Linked DNA regions of Mus musculus: regions 2 and 3 are each linked to region 1. A link is a contact called in public promoter capture Hi-C and targeted proximity ligation data. All regions are on one chromosome and are shown on one strand. The core of a region is the stretch at or near the end of the contact, and the rest is flanking DNA. Distances in the headings are between cores, read along the strand shown.

Region 1 (3,235 bases), core at 548-3,047:
TCTATCATGGTAACACGGTCAGGTCGAAATCTCAGAAATATTTCTCCTTATCAACTCTCCCCTACTCCACAGAATCCAAACTCCGTCTTTAGCTAAGCCCGTAAATGACTCATGGGGTAGGGAGGGCCAGCATGTATAGATTTGACTTTTAAGTTCTCAAAAGTGTATGTAATGTGTACTTCTGAGCCCTTCCATCCAAGAAATACAAATGGCAATAACCAAGCATTTACTTTCTCTTCTTATGAATCCCCTGTGTTTATGAAGTAAAGGGTTCCCAGGGACCTTCTGTTATTATGTAACATGTGTCATCCAGCCGTGTTATGTAGTTAAGAGCAGGACAACAGAATCCTCTGCTTTACCAATTATGTCATTACTATTAATTAAAATGCCATTCAGATGGTGTTCTGGTTCTGTTGCTGTCCCATCCCTGCTGTTCACTCTCCATATGGACTCTGGGCTCGAGTGTTGTGTAACAAGTTTCATTCAGGGTCCCCATCCAAGTTATGAATCCTACTGACACTAAAACTACACTGCTCTCTAACACACAAGAACTGCTAGCAGCACAGTGGCTTGAGACCTGAATGTGAGACACAGCTTGGTCCCCACTGGAAATAGCATGTGCTTGACTACACTGTCCCTGAAAACACATTAACCCTCTGGGGGGAAATGAAAGTGTTCATTGGGAACCATGTGAAAATTCTTTTAGGAAAAACAAGTAATATTCTCTCTTGGATATTATGAAAACATTGTTTTTTAAAAAAAAAATCAACAGACTAGGTTTCCATTTATGGATTGTAAATGTCATCCAACTCAGGAAAATTTTAAAAATTCTTCTGTTTTATATGTATATTTTCTTATTCTTTTACACTTTGATGGTGACAGAACCTCAGGTTTGAACGGTACCAGCATGAAGCGCCGGCGGCATGTAGAAAAATCCAGGAGAGCCACAAGAGCTTGGAAAGTCAGGGTAATATCAACGCATTTCATTTCAGTCTGATGAGCCTGCAGTTAGGATTTTCCGGCTGGCCAGGTTGGCTGGGGCTTTGGGGAAGAAGGGGATTCTGGTTCCTCCGTTCAACAGCCACTCACACACACGGTCAGACACACACCTGGGGCGCGTCCAAACTATGTACAGTAGGTGGCATATATGAACGTATATGTATGTATATTTTAAAAATACCTTGGCATCTGACAAAGACACGAAGGCAACGGATGTGCAGGGAGTCTGGCCCTGAGAAACGTGCACAGCCCCTCAAGAAGTGCCGTGAAAATGAGACATTTCTGAGGATGAGGACAGACATGGCAAGCGGGAGGGGCAGGGGCCGACAGACAATACAGAGACCCGCAGCTTCCCACCGCCTGGGCGCCACATGGACCCGGGCGCGTAACCCTGCTTACTGTGGGCTCTTGGGGTAGAAGGGCAGGGTCACGTGGCTGAGATCCTGGATGTCGAAGGCGGTGGGCTCCGCGGAGATCGCCTGGCGCTTGGTGCGCGGTTCACCCTGCAAGGTGCTGGCGCTCTGCTTCTGCGCCTGCTGGGTGGCCGGCCGGATCACCGAGCGATACTTGTCCAGTTCGTTCTGCAGCTTCTGGATCAGTTCGTCCTTCTGATCCAACTCCAGCTCCAGCTCATCGATGAGAGCATCCCGCTGCCTCAGCTCCTCGATCTTCTCCTGGAGCGCATACTGTAAATCCCGCAGGGTGCCCATGCTCCTCCGGGCTGCCGGGGGCTCCTGCCTGCCGCTGCTCCGCGTCTTGGGGCTTCCTCCCCTCTCGGATCAACTTTCCCTAAAGTCGCCGCTGCCTCGCGAGTGCAAAAGCTTCCCTCGACTTGAGACCAAAGCCAAGCCTGGCTTCTGAGCATGCCCAGTCCGCCGCTCCAGCCACAGAGAGTTTCAGTGTGCAGATTCCACTTCTCCGGGTTTAGGGATGAGCAAAACAGGTCCAGCCCAGGATGAACCTGAAAGGCGGTGGGAGCCGCGGCGCTTTGGGGAGCAAAGCCCGGAGGCGCAGTGACCCACGGGCGGGAGGAGGGAGACTGGGCTCGGAGGCGGTGGCTGCTCGGCTCGGGTCACCAACGCCGGGTGCCAAAGGAAGCCAGCGATGTGTGTGGGGAGCCTGATAAAGCTCGGGGGCGCTGGGGCTGTGCGGGCGGAGCGAGGCTGGAGCGCTACTTCGGAGGTGGAGAGGTGGGAGGGAGAGGACCAGGAGCAAACTGGAGGCGTCAGCGGGCTCCGGGCTACAGAATGTGGGGCTAGGTTCCTGGCGACCAAGGGAGACAGAGCAGACTGTGCGTGCTAACAGCTTTGACTTCTGGAGGGATTGTGACCGCAGCCTCACAGAGGAAAACAGTGTGGCTGAGCGCTTGCGTCCTCCACAGCACCTTTCCCACGGGGAGCGCCTCACACAGGTGTCTAGGGTTTGCAAAGAAACTTGCCTCTCCAAAGGTGAGAGCTTACAGTGCCTGGGAGGGATTTCCACGGGCGTCCAGGTGCCTTTGAGGAAGGTTAGGATGGGTATCTGACCTCCGCCCCCAAGCCTTTCCACACTCCTAATTTTCCCTATTCTTGCCTGCCAAACTTAGATCAATGAATTCGTCTAGGGGCAAAAGCCAAAACCCCAAAGGATTTTGGGCCGGAGCAGGCCTCTCAGCAGCTCCCTGGTCCCTCCCATTTGTGCTAGTATCAATTGCGGAATGGTTCCCTAGAGGCCTGGCTTCTTCCATTTGCTGGATTTGGTGAAGTGGGTGGGGGCTTAAAAAACACAGCGGAGTTCCAAAACATTCTTTCAGAAAGGGAACCATACCTTTTCAACGTTACTTTCCTAACAGCCCAGGAGTTAATGAGAAAATTTTGCCAACTTTGGGGAAGAGGTAAGATCAACAAAGGATGGGAAAACTACAGGAGCTGTAATTGCACTGTCCCACCCACTACACTAGCTCTCAACCCAACCACTTCACCAGCCAGAACCAACTGCTCAGTGTGGGCTAAACTGCTAGCAAGAAGGCGGCATTCTTTCAGTCCAAGAATTGGTCTCTCATCTTGGGAACACTTATTTAGAATACCCAAAATATTTACCTAATGCTTACATAAGTGCCTAATAGTTAACTAAACCTTCACCAGCTTGTCCAAACTTATAGCTTAAAAAGAAAGAAAGAAAGAAAGGGAACCTTTAAACTTGCTATTCTTTCACACTCCGTGTTATAATTCTCATATTCTATCTACCCACCCTTTAA
Region 2 (3,235 bases), core at 326-2,825, 1.5 Mb before region 1:
CAAGCACAAATCGAGTTTGTGTGCTTTTCAGAAAAAACAAAACAAACAAACAAACAAACAAAAACCCCACATATTCAGGCTTGCAAAGCACTGCTGCCTTTAGATGGGTGAGGGTGAGAGGGGAAACCGATGTGAGACAGAACAATTTGAAATTCTCGTGACTTTGAGAAGTCTAAGTCCCCTTCCAAATAAGTCTCTTCTCTAGCTGCAGGACCTCAGGTGATTTCCTTTGTCCTTTCGGAAGTCTCACCTGATCTACTGAGATAACTACCTTCTCAGCTCAAAGGAACAAAAAGCCCTTCCGGTGGGCGTGCATGAGGTGGAGACTTCTAATCCAACACGTGTCTTTTGCAAAGCCTTCTTTGGGAAAGCTTGTAGGTGCCTCGCCAGCAACTCAGGGATAAAGACCATGAAAGGGGCTTACATAGGTTTTCCTCAGGGAAGAAAAATCCCAGCGGTTTAGGGCCTGTCAAGTACTGAGCAATCCAACCCCAAAGCCGGACAGAGATTATAGAAGGCAGAGCAGCGGAACCCCTGAGAGTCCTCCCGGCCACTTACAAATAGGGTCTTCCATTTTCAAGGGTCTCTTCAAGCGGATGCTGGCGGGGACCGTCTTCTCGATGAGCTCATCAATGCTCTAAAATTTAAAAACGCAAGCTGGTGAACAGGACAGTCAGAGCAAAGAGCCTGAGTTAAGAGAGCCACTTCAGTTTATCTTCAAAGGCTGGTAGGAACTTCATTTAAATCGTCTAATTAAGAGTTCTTTTTAAAGTGAAACATCAGGAAGCAGAAATCTTTTGGAGGAAAAAAAAAAAAAATGATGGAGCCGGATGGTAAATCCGCTACTCCGGGTTCGGGAGCTGCAACTGGAGCTGACCGGATTAATGTACTCTAAGTAGGGAGTCTTCTTTTCCTGCAAAGTTAGGGTTCGTCTGGAGTTGGGGATATTTTTTAAATGCACTTTAGAAGAGCGAGAACAGAGTAAAAGTTAAGAGAGGAGAAGGCACCACGATTAAGAGCGAGCTCGCTTTCAAGCTGGGGCCCGGGACGGAGGAGGAAGGCAAGGTGGGAGCCGGGAGGCCCAGCGGGCAGAGCTCCGGCAGGGTGGAGGGTGGAGGGCCTTACCGCCAGCCCCAGCGCCTGCAGCATCTCCCTCCGGTCTTTGTCTCCGGGGCCGATGTGTCTCCGGGAGAAGTCATCGTGTCTGGGCAGGAGGCGCTCCAGAAGGCGCGAGGCCCCAGCCGCGCCGCGGTCCCCGCCACCGCCACCGCCACCGCCGCCGCTGCTGTCCCGGCTTCGCTGCGCCCAACTCAAGCCGGTGCCCCGAGCCAGGCGGTGGCCGCCCCCGGCTCCGCGGCCCAGGCGCAGCCCCCATGCCCTGGCACACAGCTGCATGGACGCCGTCACCTCCCCAGCCCACGAGGGTCAGCAGCGCTTTCCGGCCCTCCTCTGGCCCCAATGCCCCGGGAGTGGCCGCCGCAGTCCCTGGATCCCCTTCCCGACCACTGCGGGCAATGAATGGGTACAGCGAACTGCACTAACTCTTGCAAAGTTCCTCCGCCTCAGCAGGCACCTGCTCCGCACACTTTAAGCGGCGCCCGAAGGCGGGCAGTAGGATGGAGCCAGGAAACCTTTAGCCAATGGGAATGGGTTGCAGGGCGGGGGCGAGGCAGGGCCCTCCCTTTCTCTCTCCTCCTTGTCTCCCACCTCCTCCCACTTCTTTCCCCTCTTCAGCAGCAGGGTGGAGTCCCCTGCCTGATGCTGGAAGTTTAAGGTCCCAAATCCCTCTTCTTACACAGGGGTTCGGGATGCTCTATAGGCCCACTGGCCGGGTTGTAGGGCCCATTGGGGCAGCCCTAACATTCGTGAAGTTCCTGGAGCAATGCACTGAGACAGAAGACAGGAAGACTCCAATAGTTAGCTGGTCTCCACTTACTGACTTTAGGGTCACATCTCATGAAAACCACTATGGGCAAAGGAAGGTTCTTTCATAGTTATGAAATCTGGACAAAGAGCACAGCCCCTAAAATATCTTATGCTTTAATCTTTTAATAAAGATTTAATATTATTTTTTATTGATTTGTGTGTTGGGTGAAATGTCTGTCTGTGTATCACATACATGCCGAATGCTTGCAGAAGTTAGAAGTGGACATCAGATTCCCTGCAAATGGTGTTACAGGCTGTTGTGAGCTTTTATGTGGGTGCTGATAGCCCAACCATAAGAGTAGCAAGTGCTCTCAATCACTGAGCCATCCCCCTGACCCCACTTTTTTTGAGATATGATGCGATGGGAACCAAACCCCCGATCTCCCAACTAGCACCAAGCTACACCCCAGCACCTGTCTTCTCCCTCCCTCCTTTGTATGTCTCCTTCGTCTTCTCTGTACTGGTTTGATATGCACCCATTCCTGAAATTCAGTCTTCCTTTACGTGGAATGCATGAGTATGCTGTTGGTATATTGGCTATATTTTTATTTCCTGAGTAAACCTAAACAGATACTGTAATGAAAGCAAAAGCATCTCCAGGAAGCTGACCCCCAAGGACAGGAACCTGGGACCCGCCTATCTGACCTTTATACACATCCTTAACGATGACCTTAGAGTTGAAGGCAAAGAGAAACTGGGTCTTGGGAAAGACACAAGAAACAGTGTTGCCTAAACTTTCAGGGGCGACTACTGTGTCTGTTGCAGGCAGGTCTTTGCTAGACCAAATAGTTGCTAAGTTAAGACCTTCCAGTGGAAGGACTTGTAGGGAGGGCTAACTACTGTGATGAGTTTGTAGGTTAAAATGACAGGTCAGAAGAGGAGACGACTCCAATGTTCTGAAAGAATCCCTTCATTTCTATTGCTACAGGAAGCACATATTTAGGGAATCATTTAGACCCAGTGTTGGATTGCCAAATTTCCACACAAGCTGACTTCATAACTTTATTTGGTCTTCTATATAAACATCAGAATGAGGACATTTTTAGTAGTTTGGAATGTACATGATTATTGGGAACAGCATATTCTACTGAGGTAAGCTGCATTCTGCAGTACTTATCAGTAATCACTATACTTGAGAGGTAGAGAGGCAGGATGATCAGGAGTTCAAGGTCAATCTTGGATACATAGGGGATTTGTGGACAGACGAAGTTGTATGTGGCTTTGTCTCACCCCCAATGTAATACACTCCTCCCCCAAGTCTCCCTTGATTGCTGAACCAGCTCCTCCTTTTTAACAGACTGGCCATACC
Region 3 (3,235 bases), core at 212-2,711, 1.1 Mb before region 1:
TAACTTCTCTGCTCTGGGTGCTAGCTGCGCAATGCAGTTCCGGCTGCCTGGAAGACTGCGATCTCACCCGCTAGTTACTTTACTGTATAATTTTGATATTACGGAGATTTTAGTGAGTTGACTCTGGAATGCTGCTGTAACCTAGGAAGTTAGCCACCCCTCAAGTTTATTTCTGGAGACTTCTTTGAGACATTAACATTTTGTGGATCTGTGGTTGTGTGTGTGTGTGTGTGGGGGCAGTACTTCTTTGAAGGTAGTTGAGGGTGGAGGGAAAGGGGAGAAGGGATGGAGAGCTAGGGGTGTAAGCGGTACAGAGATCTCTTTTAAAAGCTGGCCAGCAGAGATTAATCATTCTAGCTCCCCGTTGACAACAGTTGTAATAGCCTTAGAGGAAAGAGAGACTGGCAAAGCCACGCAGAGTCCACCTTAAGAAAAAAACGTCTGGCTCCCCTTTCAGAACGACCTCTCCCCCTTTCTCAAGTGCCCCAAGGCTCCCTGAAGATAATTGTTTGATGGAAGGGTCCACTTTCAGGTCTTGTTGTTAGATCACAGAGGGAGGCAAGGAAAGATAAACTTTCAAGTGCTCAAACACAAGCCAGTGACGATGTGTCAGGAGAACCCTTGCATGAGCACGCGTTTGCAGGTGGCGCCACCTTAGCTTTGACAGAACCAGAGCATTTCATTTGATTCCTGGGTCCTCAAAGGCAAGGTGGTTCTAATTTAAAAAGGAGTCCAAGACTCACCATTTTTGCAGTAGTTCCCGGGGCAGCACATAGCGTGCCTCATGCAGCGCTTCCTGCGCTTTCGGCAAGCCAGACAGATCTGTACACCTCCGACGCCGGCTGCCCCGCGGCTGGGGCTGGAGCAGTACTCGTCAGAGCCGCACTCCTCATCTTCAGCGCAAGGGTAGGGCTGTGGGAAGGGAGCGGACTGGTGAGCAACTCAAGCATCCTGGTACCCACACCTTCAAGGTCCCCATCTGCCTCTTCAAAAGCCCCTTAAGCGCGCTGCTCTTAATGCAGTGATTCCAAACACACCCCAAATCTCACACACCTAGATCTTTCTGAGACCCCCGTCGGGATCACAGCACCCCTCTTACCTGGTAGTTGTCAAGAGTCTGGTACTTGTTCCCGCCCTCATAGAGAACTCCCGGCGCCACACTGACAGCAGAGCCCGGCTGCCCCCCAGCACCACCCAGCGGTGGGGGCAGGTTCTTGATCGCGTTGGAATTGATGAGAACTGAGTTCAAGGTGGCACTGGCTCCTAGCAGAGGGAGGCTGCAGAGAGCCATCATTGTAAACACGGCCAAGAACCGGACAGCTGCCGCTGCACACACAACCATCATCTCCGAAGGACGCAAACAGGCAAAGGTCAGGAAAAGAGAGGTCACTTTGCACGGCGGCTGGCTGCAGAGTCTGGACTGCGGAACCTCAACTTCGGGACCTCCGCTGGTGGAGTCTCTGGCTGCCAGGCGCACAGCTCTGCACCGCCACCGCCACCTCTGGCTGCCTTTATACTCAGGCTCCCAGCCCTCCCAGCTCCTCAGGGAAGACAACAAAGCCGGGATGGGATTTCAAAGCTTTGGGAGGAGCTGGGAGGGGGAGTGTTTGTGTGTCGGAAGCAGGGAGGACTTTGACACTCTCCCCTCGCCCCTCCCTTGCACTGTGGTCCCCTTGTCCAGCTCACCTTAGAGTGTGGGTCACTAGAGCACTAGAGCATTAGAGCCTAGCCCAAACTTATAAATAAATAAATAAATAAATAAATAAATGGCGGGAGGGTGCACTCTGTGAGCTTGAGTGTTCTGCTGTGGGGCTGGGTTAGTTCTGTCTGAAATCCTTGTCAGAGTTAAAAGTGATAGAATATACAAAACCACGTTTCTTCTCTTCCCCATATGAGTACCCTCGCTTTCTGCGCACGCAAATAATATTCAGTATTAAATACAATGCGAGCAGCCATTCATCAAAGGTTTTGTGAAAAGCCCAGGTGGCTCCTATAGTTGCTGATTAACCCTTTAGCGTTGCGATTTGCAAATGAGGTTCTTGTCTTTTAAGTTTGTCTAGTTGCTTCCCCACTTCCCACTCCCTCCCTCCCCCCACCCAACCCTACACACACCAGGAGAAAAAAAAATGTGCAAAGACAAGAAAATTTGCACATCAAATGAGGATGCCAAGGGAAGAACTAATTCGCTTTTGATGGTGAGTTTGGGGGGGTTGGGGGTGGAGGCGAGAGACTGCCGTTTGGAAATTAAATCAGGGATGGAGGGGAGAGGGAAATAGGCACCCGATAATCAAACTATTTAATGTGGTTCTTTGAATCTGGTCAATCCCAGCAGTAGATGAACTTGATTAAGCAGACACATGAGATCAAAGTGGCTCTGAGCCAGAGCGGACAGGGTCCCTGAGCCTGGTCAGTCCTCTTTCCCTGGTTCCCTGTTCCCAGCGGTGGGTTAATAGAAGAAGATAAGAAACCCGAAGGCTTAGCTCCCGGCTTTCTCATTAGTGTTTCATATCGCTGAGCAGGAGAGGGCTTGCTTTTGATCCCAAATCAAACCTCGTCCAGGACAGGACAGGACAGGAGGAATAACCCTCTAGGGAGATAACAGAGGACCTCCTGGAAAAGAAGTGCTGAACCTAAATCAGAGAATGAATTTGAAGGGGTTTCGCCCAGTGTGTAAAATAAGAAACAACATGGACATAAGAATGCCGTGCTTATAAATTAGCGGTAATGTATGTAATAATGACTTTTATTAAAGTCAGTCTTTTATCCAACCATCACAGTGCTAAAAGAGACAGTTGTCATGAAATAACAAAAGATAAGAAATGTGAATGGATAATGTTTAAGAACAGATCGATAAATCTGAGACCACAAGCAACTGTTGTATGAGACTGAAAAGGAAGAAATGATCTGAAATCCTTGTTGGAGAGGGTGAGCTGAGATGTCCTTTGTAGCCCCTTAGCTTCTGGATCTGCTAGAATTATTCACGACACCGCTTTATCTATAATAGTTATTCTTAGGAAGCCCCCCACCCCCACAATAGCCAATGACAGTCTTGTACAAATATAACCCTGAAGTTGAGCTAGGAGGGATATTATGAACAATATTTAAATATCTGTTTGGTGGATTTCAGAACTTAAGTGTCTTCCAAGTAACTTTTAATGTTGCCTCAATTCTACCCCAAACTCCATTCATCCCGAAGAATTTCCTGTGGTTTGTTGAAAGTCTAACATGGATTAAA

What was found. Promoter capture Hi-C pulls out the DNA fragments that hold promoters and counts their contacts.
Region 2: a contact with region 1 is called in a promoter capture Hi-C map of hippocampal neurons, with 5 times the contacts expected there. A contact is called at or near these places in 2 of 39 promoter capture datasets (hippocampal neurons and pre-B cells) and 1 of 130 datasets of targeted methods (astrocytes).
Region 3: a targeted proximity ligation map of astrocytes shows a contact between it and region 1, with 4 times the contacts expected there. A contact is called at or near these places in 7 of 39 promoter capture datasets (the 3T3-L1 cell line, cranial neural crest, embryonic stem cells and 3 more), 3 of 484 Hi-C or Micro-C datasets (all in embryonic stem cells) and 3 of 130 datasets of targeted methods (astrocytes, embryonic stem cells and forebrain).

What each region holds. Positions count from the first base shown.
Region 1 is chr19:31,662,573-31,665,807 of GRCm38.p6, forward strand. Prkg1 (protein kinase, cGMP-dependent, type I) reads right to left here and starts at 1,798. Exons shown (of 18, transcript NM_011160.3): 1 at 1,399-1,798. The coding sequence starts at 1,709.
Region 2 is chr19:30,173,866-30,177,100 of GRCm38.p6, forward strand. Gldc (glycine decarboxylase) reads right to left here and starts at 1,576. Exons shown (of 25, transcript NM_138595.2): 1 at 1,126-1,576; 2 at 559-637. The coding sequence starts at 1,395.
Region 3 is chr19:30,548,035-30,551,269 of GRCm38.p6, forward strand. It overlaps Dkk1 (dickkopf WNT signaling pathway inhibitor 1), which reads right to left and starts at 1,462. Exons shown (of 4, transcript NM_010051.3): 1 at 1,100-1,462; 2 at 744-912. The coding sequence starts at 1,345.